Linked DNA regions of Columba livia: region 2 is linked to region 1. A link is a contact called in public Hi-C data. All regions are on one chromosome and are shown on one strand. Each heading gives the region's core, a stretch centred on a gene start, on an enhancer-like site or on the middle of the called end of the contact. The rest is flanking DNA. Distances are from core to core; before and after follow the strand shown.

Region 1 (5,629 bases), core at 2,116-4,615:
GCTTCTTAACACCACGCTGAACTTTTCCAGGCTCTGAGATGAGAAAAAATCACAGCGTTATCATTAATAATATGACAGTCCGCAGCTGGTCCCGCTTCACCCGGCCTCGCATGGATTCCTTGACATTACACTTAAAGCCTTAGATCAAATCATCAACTTTGTAAAACCCTTTTCCAGTATAACTTTTCCAACTGAAAAGCTGAAGGAGCTCTTAGTACACCCATATCATTCTCCTCAGCTCTAGAATTCTTCAGTCTTCTTTGACCGACACCATCCTTTCTGAATAGTAATCAAAATATTGTAATTAATAGGACACAACTGCGAGACTGGAAGCAAAGATAAAGTTTGGGACATCCTGACGTGAAGAGAACTGCTGCTGTTAATACTGAAGTGTTACTAGATTATTTATATTTAATTGGTTAGCTCATGATCTAGCATCTGAAATGAAAAAAGGGCATTTACACAACCAGAAAATTGTTGGGAAAATTACCATCAGATAAAAGGGGGAGGGGATATTTTGAAAGTAATTTGTGGCATAATAAAATGGTAACTAGGAAATAGTTGGGGATAATCACATTGACCTGGAATATGTTGTAAGATAAAGCCCTTACTTGGTGGGCTAATTTCATGGTGTTTTGAAAAACATATTATAAATGGTTTGATAGAGGAAATACTTAGCGACTATGCATGAATATATACAAAATGCTCTGAATTCTCCATATTTTCACCAGAAAAAAAAACCACAAAAGGAACTATGGGTACTTGATATGTAATAATAACAATCCGATATTGAGACAGGAACTGAAATGCAAGATGAAATTAAAAGCTGATTGCGCCTGGGAGCCGGAGCGCTTCTTCCCAAGTGACTTGGCTGCCGCAGCCGGCGACTGGGGTGACACAAGGCACCATTCTAAGGGAATAAAGACGACTTTCATCTCAGGGTTTCTCCAGCTCCAATAACGCCGTGGTGGCCAGTCACAAAGGAGCAGATGTAGGATAACCCACCCCAAAACTCCCCAGAACAGCCTCATGACTTACTGTACACGGGAGTTTTTTTGTTCTTGGAGTAGTTTTTTCCTAAGTCGTGGCTGAGAAACTTCAGCGGTATAAAAGATGGAAAGCTTGGGGTTTCAGCTATGGGATCCTCCTCCGTGTTGTGTGAAGACTTTGACCTAAAGTCACCTTGTCCTAGTTTCTAATTCACTTCTATGCAGACGAGAGGATCACGGCCCAGGTATCCAAACTGGCTAATACTTTCTTAAATGAAAATGTACATATTTACTCCTTTGGATAACCATAATTAGGTGTGTTTGCAGGATCAGGCTCATTCTGCATGTAGAAAAGAGTGAATCTCTTTAATTCACAAGAAGCAAAGTGAGACATACTAATGAAAAAGGGGATGTGTTAACTCCCATAAAATGTTACTTAAAACTGCAGTGTGCAGCATCCAGACTGAAATGTGATTTTGAATCATGACTGTCCCTTTAAGCAAAAAAAAAAATCCAACACAGAGAAGGAAGAACTGAAAGGAGAAAGACAGCAGTTGAGAAAACACTGCCATTATTTTTTCATAAATTATACTCCAATATGTTTCACAAAATTGAGCAACAGAGGAAAACAGAAAATACTTTTTTTACTTTTGTAGCACATTCCTTTGGTAAATGCAGGATAAAGCCTATCATGTGAGTTGAACAGTAAATGAAGGCCTTATGCTTTATAAAAATTCTCCTATTGTCCCAGGAAGGATGGGAGTCAAACACAGCAGTTTCAGCAACAGTCCAAGTCTTGTAAAATAAAGCTTGCAGACAGGAATCAGCAAACTGGTTTGGGATGGGGAAGAAAAAAAGAAGTGAAAATACTTTCTTGTACACAAAATTTAGACACACTGCTGCTGCCTCTCAGATTTGGCTTCACTGCGCTGCACCAGCGATTAATTGGACCCACACAACTTCGCAAGCAGCATATGACATCCATCTACCTTTGCTGCTTCAGCATCCTCCCAAAAATATATAATGCAGGATTTTAAATAGTACGTTAGCCCAGTTTCCTTTCACAAAGTCTTATAGTGAAGTTTAGGAAAATTCCAGAAGTAGCATATTGATTGCCTCTGGGATTTTCCACTTAGCAATTTAATAGAAAATTACACCCTTACCCAATCTGTGAGGTTTCCATAACCTCCCTCATGAATTTAATTTTCCAGAGTCTAATAAATTTTACCATTAAACATATTTTCTGATATTGCTTCCCCATTAAGCCTATTTCCTGATTTTGCTTCACCATTTTTTCTGATATTGCTTCACCATTAAGCCTATTTCCTGATTTTGCTTTTCTGGAACCGGGTATATTGTCTGTGTATTGTTTGGACAGCACCTTGCACAAGAGAATTCGGGTCTGACTTTGTCTGTGCTCACAGTTAGGATACAAATTGCCATGGTCAATATTCAATTTGCTTTCCCCTTACTAATTTTATTTCCTTATTCCATGCGAGAGGGTCAGTCAATATCACTGGAGCCAATGGGATTCTCCTGGGTACCCTGACGAGGCCAAGGGAAAAATGTGCATCTGCATCTGTTCGAGTAGGCGTACGCAAGTATCACATACTCCTCTCCTTGTCATAACAAAGCCTGACTACGCTTAAAACACAAGATGACGATCTGGAGCTGTGTTTGCAGTTATCTGTAGTCATAACTGTAAAATCCTGGGTCCTTCCTCTACAGGCAAAAGCACTCTTGACTGTAAAAGAAATAAAAAAGGTACACCATGTAAGAAACTATTATCTTGCCATGGCTCCTTACACACCACAAACTAATGTAGGCAAAAGCACTCTTGACTAAGTAAGACAAACGCTACGCCAGGAACAGACTTAGCGCAGTTAAGTGAACTGGAAGTCCGGCCGAAGGCGTGGAGCGGTGAATAAATCGCAGCGCTAATGTCAGATGTGTCTGGGCCACCTGTGCGGCCGAGGGGACCATGAGAGGGGCTGCCAGACGTGCTAAAATCTCATTCATCTGGAAGACTGAGACTCTTCTCCTCTTGCTAAAGCGATCCACGTTCGGCTGATACGGTGGAAGCGCAGCATCCCTCAGCCCAGCGCGCTCCTCCGGGCCTCGGTCCACGGCGCAAGCGGGTGGTAATTACTGTAAACCACCGGCACAAGCGGCTGTTAGCACCGGCCGAGCCCCGCTCCTGGGTTTCACCTCACTTTGCCCACGCCACCAAGTTCAACCCCATCCCCGCCGGACCTCGGTTCGGGGAGCGTCTCCGCTCCCGCCAAACACGAAGCGTTTCGTCCCCTCAGCCCCTCAGGGCCCGCAAGCAGCGGAGCGGCCCCAGCGCCCGGCGGCGGCGCAAGGCCGCGCTGAGAGGCCGCCGCTCCCTCACGGCCGGGCACCCCCCCTGCTCGCCCGGGGAGCTGCAGCGGCGTCCTGGGGGGCGGGCAGGGGAACGTGTGTCGGCGGCGGGGCACGGCAGGGGGAGCGCCGAGTGCCCGTGAGGTGGGCGGGAGGGGTGTGCGGGGAGCGGCGGGGGGCGGAAGCGGCGGGAGGGGGGACACAAAATGGCGCTGCCCTCTCAGCCCCTCTCCCTCCAACCCCCCCCCCCCCGCCATCACCGCCGCCCGGCCGCCCCGTCCCCCGGCGTGTCGTGGTGGCGACGGGCCGGCCCCGGGGTGGCGGCTTACGGCCGGGGCTTGGCGGAACCGCCGCCGGGCTGCGCGCCGCCTTCCCCAGCAGGTGGCACCGGGGTCCCGGAGCCGGCGGCGAGCCATTGCGGGCCGCCCTTCGCCGCCGGGGCCGCGGCCGCGCAGCCGGCGCGGGGGGGAAGGCGGCGGCGCTGGGCGGCATCGCCCCCGCGGGGCATCCCCCGCTTTCCCCTCAAACTTTAGGGCGGGAGGTGACGGGGGAGCCAACTTGTCCCGGATCCTTTTATTCAGCCGCCGTCTCCCCAACCCCCGCGTGGTTTTGGTTGGGTTTTTTTTGCTGATTAAAGAGACGGACCTTGGTCCTGCCACCGCTCCTTCCTGCCCGCACCATGGAGTTCACCCAGAGGAAGAGAAGCAGGAAATCCCAAAGCTTTAAACTGATCAACGAAGGTAAGGGCGGCGGGGGCTTTGTTCCCTGGCCGGGGGCAGCCCCGAGTTCTGCCCCGGGGGGATCGGGGGGTTACGAAACGCCCGGGCTGCCGCTCCCCCCGGCCGCCTCTCCCTCCCCGGCTCTGTTATTTAACTCCGCAATCCTCCGCTTCAACTCCCCGAAACCATTGCACGCCTTTTATTTATTTCTTTTATCCCCCCCCTTTTTCTCTCTCTTTTTTTTTTTTTTTAATGTGTGTTTCATGTTGTTGCAAAAACAGACACACACACACACCCCCCTTTAGAAAGGTGGACCTGTTATATTATTTTTTTTTTCCAGGCGGATCTTGCACAAAATAAAGTTGGGTCGTGTTTCGTGGTAAATCCTCCTTGGGTTGGGGGGAGAAACAAGGAAAATGGGGAAGCGAGCAGAAAATAATGACACTTGAGCAGCAACGGACCTTCTTAGTATTCAACTCCTGTGGATTTATTGTGTTTTGGGTGGGTTTTTATTTTTTTCCTCCCCTTGGCTGCGTACATCCGCGTATTTCAAAGGAGAGCCGAATAGAGGTTGCTTTATTAAAAATCCACGCAGCTAATTAATTGTCCGTGGGCAGGGGAGAGCCGCTGGCGTGTAACTTGTTCGTTCGGGGTGTGTTTGCTTTTGGAAAAGAGGATATTTGGAAAGGGATCGTGGGGAGAAAGATTTGGATTCATGTCAGGGAAGAAGCACAGCTCTCTGTTTCAGTCGTGTCGTTGGGCTTTTTTTAAATTAGAAAAAAAGACACAGGCGCTACTGGACATTTTAACAGGTGGATTTCCCAGCCATAGGGATTTATTTTGTTGTGTGTATTACCCCTTCTCTGGCCGATGAGATCTTTTTGCACTGGTGGATTTGACTTGAGATCTCTTTTCCTTTTGTGTTTCCAAGTGTTGGCCGGGAATGTCTCCATGAAGCGCCGTGTGTGTCCTGCATGCCAAGTTCAAGGCAGGTGACTGCTTGGGTGTAATGTCACACTCGGGAAATGGGGGACACACACGTGCGAGTGTTACGACTCGCTGGCTGGAGGGTGATGTCTTTGCAGGCGCTTGGCAAAATCATGTCCCACGCGAAGAAATTTAGAGGTGGAAATAAACTCCTTTGGTAGGAATAGTAAATTAGTGACTACTGTATTGTCATAGGGGGGTCTGGTTCCCTGCACATACTCCCTGTTTAAAAACTAGAGGGGCAGTGACTTGTCAGACTTGTCTGAGACATGTTGCATGTCTATATGGATTAGCAAACCGATGGAGGGGTTTGATTTTTGTGCAGAACAGCTTTGGTTTGTGGGGTTTTGATATCGAACATGCTCCTGGCTCGGAGGCAGAGTTGTTACAGGACTGGGCTGGAGCCTGGGGGGGGTGAAAGTGAAACATGTGGAAAAGCAAAACTGCAACTGAGGACTTGGTTTTATTTCTGTCTTAGTGGAGCTGTAGAAAGAATATGTGTGCTATCAGAAATAGATGACTGTTCTGCACGTTCTCGGTTGCCGTTCTTACAGGCTTAGGTACGCCTCACTG
Region 2 (5,629 bases), core at 1,022-3,521, 140 kb after region 1:
ACAAAAGGGACAAATAATAGAAAAAAGAAAATCACGTACAGAGAGAGGAATGGGACAGACAGAGCAGAACTGAAATTCAGAACAAACCAAGAAATGTATTTAGCCTTTGTTGCTGAAGAAAACGCAAAACCAGGGAAGGGACAGAGCAACCTCACAGGAAGGTGACAGGAGTGAAGGCAAAATGCAAACCTCAAATGGTTCTGCAACATAATTTCTTTTGTTAAAAAGTTTACCAAGTTTTCTGAACACTTGAACTTATTAACAACATATTGATCAGAAGACAACCTTCTTACTGAAAGTAGAAGAACGCTTTCCCCCTTACCTTCCATGATTTCACCAGGATCTCTTCAAGTGCCCCTCAAGCAATAATATTCTCTGTTATGGGGAGAACAACAGTGGTATTGTTAAACAGATATAGCTCAATTAGAAACATATTGTGTTCAGGCTCCTTATTTGACAATCTGCAAACCACCACCTTGTCTTTGTTTACAGCCACAGATAAGGACTCCACTAAATTTAAAACCCTCATGTACATTTTCTACCTTCAAAGTCTGACTTATGCTGAACTCACTGTAGTGTAAGGGCTCTACTTTTGGATAAAAGCCCACAACAGATGCAGATTTTATGAAATGCCTACCATGATCTCACAGTAACAACCATTTCCACCTCACCACTCCTGCATCATAATAATAATTAGCATTTAACTGAAGCAAATCTTCCACAAAGGATTCAGTCTACACTTGAAAATGTGAGCAGAGCTAAACCCTGCTACCTTCTTCCAATAGGGTTTTATGCTTAAAAGCGTATATTTTACTTTTCTCACAGCTCCTCCATTTCATGGACACATACCCATGGAAAATAATCAGCACAGGCAGACATAAATGGCCAAGGAAAGACTGGGTAAGGAGAAGGGAAATCCACTATGGACCGGTTACTCACAAACGCAAAGTGTAACTTTGTGCTTACAGGTCTTCCTGCAGAGACTTTTGTTTTGCCCATAAACTCCATTTTTAATAGTTCTCTCTTTTGCTCCAAAGTATTAATTTTCAGCAAAGAACAAAAGAGAATTTGAGCGCATACAGGAGCAGGCCAGGGACCCCACACAGCCCCACAGTGACCCCACACAGGGATTCGGGTTCAGAAAACACAGATGCAAATTATCTTTTTCGGCAAAAGGTTGAATAAACTGCTAATAGTGCTTTGAGAAAGATGTGGTTTGCAGACCCGAGCTTCTGAGTGATTAGGACTGTTTATTCTTCCCATCGCAGACCTTCCCACTCTCATCAGATGCTTTCTATGCTATCAATTCTGGGGCTTCAGTCAACATAGCTTGTGGGTTCACCTTCATTTACATCAGCATCAGCTTGGTACACCTCTTGGTCTTCTTACGGCAAGGAAATGAAGCCAGATTTTGCCCTGGTATGAGAAATATATCTGCTGTGCCTGCAGCTCGGCTGTAGTTGGGGTAAGCGGGTCCAAACCCAGATCTGTAGGCTCAGGGCCAAGCTTCACAGCAGCATAGGCAAACTGCACCTGGCATGGGAAGGGGGTCCCCTACCGCATGTGCCCCCTCTTACCCTAAAACCTTCCTCACCACCAGAGCAGGAGGCTGCTAATACAGGAGCAGGAGGCTGCTAGTACATGCCTGTCCCTCATGTCTTCTAGCATGGGTGGACAGGCGGCCAGGCAGAGGCCCCGCTTGGGGCTGGTGTACCTGGGTCCCAGGCCTGGGCTCCGCGGTGCCCCCGGCCCACCGGGATCGCCCCCCCTGACCCTCTCCCCACAGCTCCCAAAGCCCGAAAGAGCTCGGCTGTGCCGTGCCCGCCGCCTCCCCTCTCCCCACGGACCCAACAGCTGCGAGATCCCCATCCGCGCTCTCAGGGGATCCCCGGAATCCACCCCCAACCGCCTTAGAATCCTCCTTCCTCTCACGGCTCCTATCGGCTTCCCGTCCCCGCTCGGCTTTCTCCCCCACCCAGGGGAACCCCGACCTCCTCCAGGGCTCCCCCGTGGATCTCCGATCCCTCACCCCAGCCTCCGCCCCCCGAAGATCGCTCTGGGGGCTGCCGGCCCCCCAGTCGCCCCGGCCGTTCCCTCACACAGACCCGCTCACCGCTGGCCGCGCGCTCCCCGGCACCCGCCAAAACTTCAATCCGGCACCGCCCCCTCCCGCGCATGCGCGGCCGCCACTCCGGGGGTGCGCGCCCCGCGCCATCGTTAGTCCTGGCAGCAGAGGGCGCCGCCCGGCGCCATCTTGGTTGCGGGAGGGCGAGCTGTGGCTGCTGGGGTTGGGGCCAAGGGAGGGAGCGGCGACAATGTGGGGTTGAGCTGCTGTGCTGAGTGAGGTCACGGGTGGGGGGATGATGACGTCATGCCGGTGTTACATGCCTCAGAGGGGCTGCAGGTAGTGTCCCCACAGCCCTGGGTGGCCCTGGGTGTGACTGCCCGTGTCTGATCAGTGTCCCCAAGGGTGGTTAAAGTCAGCGTCACACTCCTCTGAATACCCTAAAGGAGTTGTGTTAAGCGAGCAAGTTCAAACTCAGGTATTAGAATCAAAGAATCATTGCGGTTGGAAGAGACCACCAAGATCAAGTCCAACTGTGAGCACTGGCACTAAAACATGTCAATAAGAACCTCCCCTCCAGGGGTAGTGACCCCACCACTTCCCTGGGCAGCCTGTTCCAATTCCTAACAACCCTTTCCATGAATAACTTTTTCCTAATGTCCAATCTAAACCTCCCCTGGCACAACTTCAGGCCATTTCCCCTCATCCTATCACTTGTTCCTTGGGAGAAGAGACCAACCCCCTCCATGCTCCAAGCTCCTTTCAGGCAGTTCAGAGATCAGAAGGTCTCCCCTCAGCTCCTGTTCTCCAGCTGAACCCCCCAGGTCCCTCAGCCGCTCCCATCACACTTGTGCTCCAGCCCCTCACCAGCTCCGTTCCCTTCTCTCAACTCGCTCCAGCACATCAAGGGCTTGTAGCAAGGGGACTGTCCTGTGCACTTGACAGGATTTTGTGGTCCGGTTCAGTATTTCTTCAGTACAAGCAGCGATGATTCTGTGAAAAATATTTCTGAATATGCACCAGCTTATTGCTCTAGTCATTTCCCCATTGCATCAATTATATGCTGTGTTAGGGCCTTTCTCTTTCTGAAGCCTCTTAAAATCATTAATTTGGACTTGATGGATGCATAAGTAATTCCTCTGTTGGCGTTTCACATTGATTTTCCGTGTTTTCATTAAGGTTAATGCTCCTGAGGTGAAATCAGCTCTATTACCATTCTATTAGCTTGATTTTGGCCTAGTAGCATTTCCATCAGATTTTGATCACTGCGGAATCCATAACTATCACAAAGCTCCTGTAATAAAATTGGATTCAGGGAAAGAAAGCCCATAAATCCTGTTGTCTCAAGGAACCACCTAAAAGCTGGTAAGAGATTGTGTCTGCTGGGAGTACTTGTAATTGATGAAGAAGGTTGCAGCCAAGCCCAGGAACACCTCTTCACAACAGATGTCAGTCAGCTCTCGCAGTACCTGAAGCTACAGATGAAGCTGGGTGAGAAGATGAGTTACAGGTAACAAATAAAGTAGAATCCAGAGTCTACAAGGGATAATTAGAACAACGGTGACAACCAGCAAAATGAAAGCGACTCCTCACTTTAATTATAAGGGCAAAAAAGGGATGGATTGTTGCTCCTCGTATCAGTAGCTGAGAGTTCACTGACAGCACGACGTGCAAGAATCTTTTCTTTGGCCCAGGAAACGTCTGCAGGTATTTTTCTTGTGTGTATTTTAAGAATATTCATCTGCTTCAAGTGAAACATAAATCTTATGCTATTGAGGCCTGTGTTTTAATTAATCAGCTCTATAATAGTTTCTGTTTGAGGTTTGAAGCAAAATACTGAGTGACTAAACTCTTTATTTCTACTTCCACTATTGATCTGCTCAGTGTGTTTTCTCCTTGTGACTTGGATCCTCATCCATAGCACAATTTAGGGGAGCACTTATTTATGGACATAGGCTGACAGGAGAATTGTCATGTCCAAATACAAGATATCTGCTATAACTATGCCCATCTAGTTGTGGCATCCTACATCCCTTTGATTAGATTAATGCTGAAAAATGAGTATCTTGACCTGACTGCGCAAAGTAGCGGTTTATAGTGACTGTGGCACCACCTAATGAAACTGGATACATTAAATCAATCACTCTGACTCACACTAATTCTTTAGGAAGCTTATGGTCCACACAGTCTTTCAGGGGGTTTTTAGGTGACCCTCTCCACAAAAGACATTTCCCTCACCTTTTCCCTTCTGCTCATTTCTTTCTACATTAGGAACATGCAGTTGCCTAAAATCCAGAGACACAAATTCCTGCTCACTTAATTCCGAACAACTTTTTAACTGACAGGTCCCTCAGATAAGCACACCCTATGGTTAGAGTAAGGTTTTGAGATCAGGGCACCCTTTTTTGCTAAAACCACTACAAATGGACAAACAAAAACTCATTACAATTGCATTTTGTTATAGTTTTGCCCTTCACATAAATCTACTCTAGCACATGTGCTTTTGTTATAAATGTAGTTGCTCTTCCGTTTTATCTTCAAGTACATGTGCTTTTGTTATAAATGTAGTTTCTCTTCCGTTTTATCTTCAAGAGGTCTGAGTATTTCTATACATTACACTGACTATATATGAAGGAGGTTTTGGACTTCCTAACTCTGGTAACCCAACACCTCTGAGACCAGCACGCTGTAACATGAAATCAGGAGACCTTCATGCTTATTATAAATGTGAACTTCAAAGTGGAAGGATGAGCCAAGAAGCACTAAAGTGATACTAAAATGTTGAACTTCCACATTCAGGTTGTGTGATCATTCCACCCTGCTCACACTTCTGGCAATCGGGATGAAGCAGAGTGGGCACAAACGAACCTTTCTGGTGGTCCTCGGGGGGCCCGACAGACCGATCGCAGAACAAGACGGCACAGATTTAACTACTGGATTCTAATGAGTCCTGGCATATTTGCTTCCAGAAAGTCAGTTTTGAACAGTGAAGGAAAAAAATAAGACTCTTTCCTTACACCAAGGTTGGCAGAACTGTCCAAAACTACTTGGAGGTTTCATTGCAACTCAGCAGAGCCAAAGCAACCAACAGTTTATTTTCTTCAGCAGGAAGACGATGCTGTAAGGAGACACCATTTTGGCTGAAGGTTTTCATGCACCTCTTCATTCCCTTCCCTGTGGTTTCCGATAGTGCAAATGTTAACTATTTGCAAAAGAGATAAAACTCCTCATTTCCATGGATCCCATCAATTTGCTTGATTTGTTTCCCATCGTTTATGCTGGTTTGTATTTTGATAAGTTCTGTGTTCTCCTCCCCTATGCAGTGGCAATTTAAGAACTGTTCTTTTTCTGTTGAGATCAAAACACCACAGAAGGCAAGAACAGTTCTTTCTACATGAGCTTTTCAGCCACAGGTATTTTCAATCCCATTTCAGCCTCCAAAGTATTCACAGGCATAGATAAATTTGTATTTGTAATAGATTTATTTTGAGATGTGAAAATCCATTATATACTCCTCTTTAAATTAGGTTACATCCATCTCAGCGCTTTCTAGCACAATACTGT

Evidence for each region. Hi-C and Micro-C count contacts between places; a contact is called where the count stands out from the background.
Region 2: a contact with region 1 is called in a Hi-C map of crop, with 2.4 times the contacts expected there. The contact joins the promoter of MCM10 here to the promoter of BEND7 in region 1. A contact is called at or near these places in 2 of 2 Hi-C or Micro-C datasets (crop and liver).

The regions. Positions count from the first base shown.
Region 1 is chr1:204,379,738-204,385,366 of bColLiv1.pat.W.v2, forward strand. BEND7 (BEN domain containing 7) reads left to right here and starts at 3,366. Exons shown (of 9, transcript XM_065049273.1): 1 at 3,366-3,494; 2 at 3,988-4,090. The coding sequence starts at 4,030. It overlaps LOC110364594 (a long non-coding RNA gene), which reads right to left and starts at 2,974. Exons shown (of 4, transcript XR_002423478.2): 1 at 1,039-2,974; 2 at 1-33.
Region 2 is chr1:204,517,857-204,523,485 of bColLiv1.pat.W.v2, forward strand. MCM10 (minichromosome maintenance 10 replication initiation factor) reads right to left here and starts at 2,272. Exons shown (of 20, transcript XM_065049268.1): 1 at 2,114-2,272; 2 at 323-375. The coding sequence starts at 329. It overlaps OPTN (optineurin), which reads right to left. Exons shown (of 14, transcript XM_065049279.1): 14 at 5,529-5,629.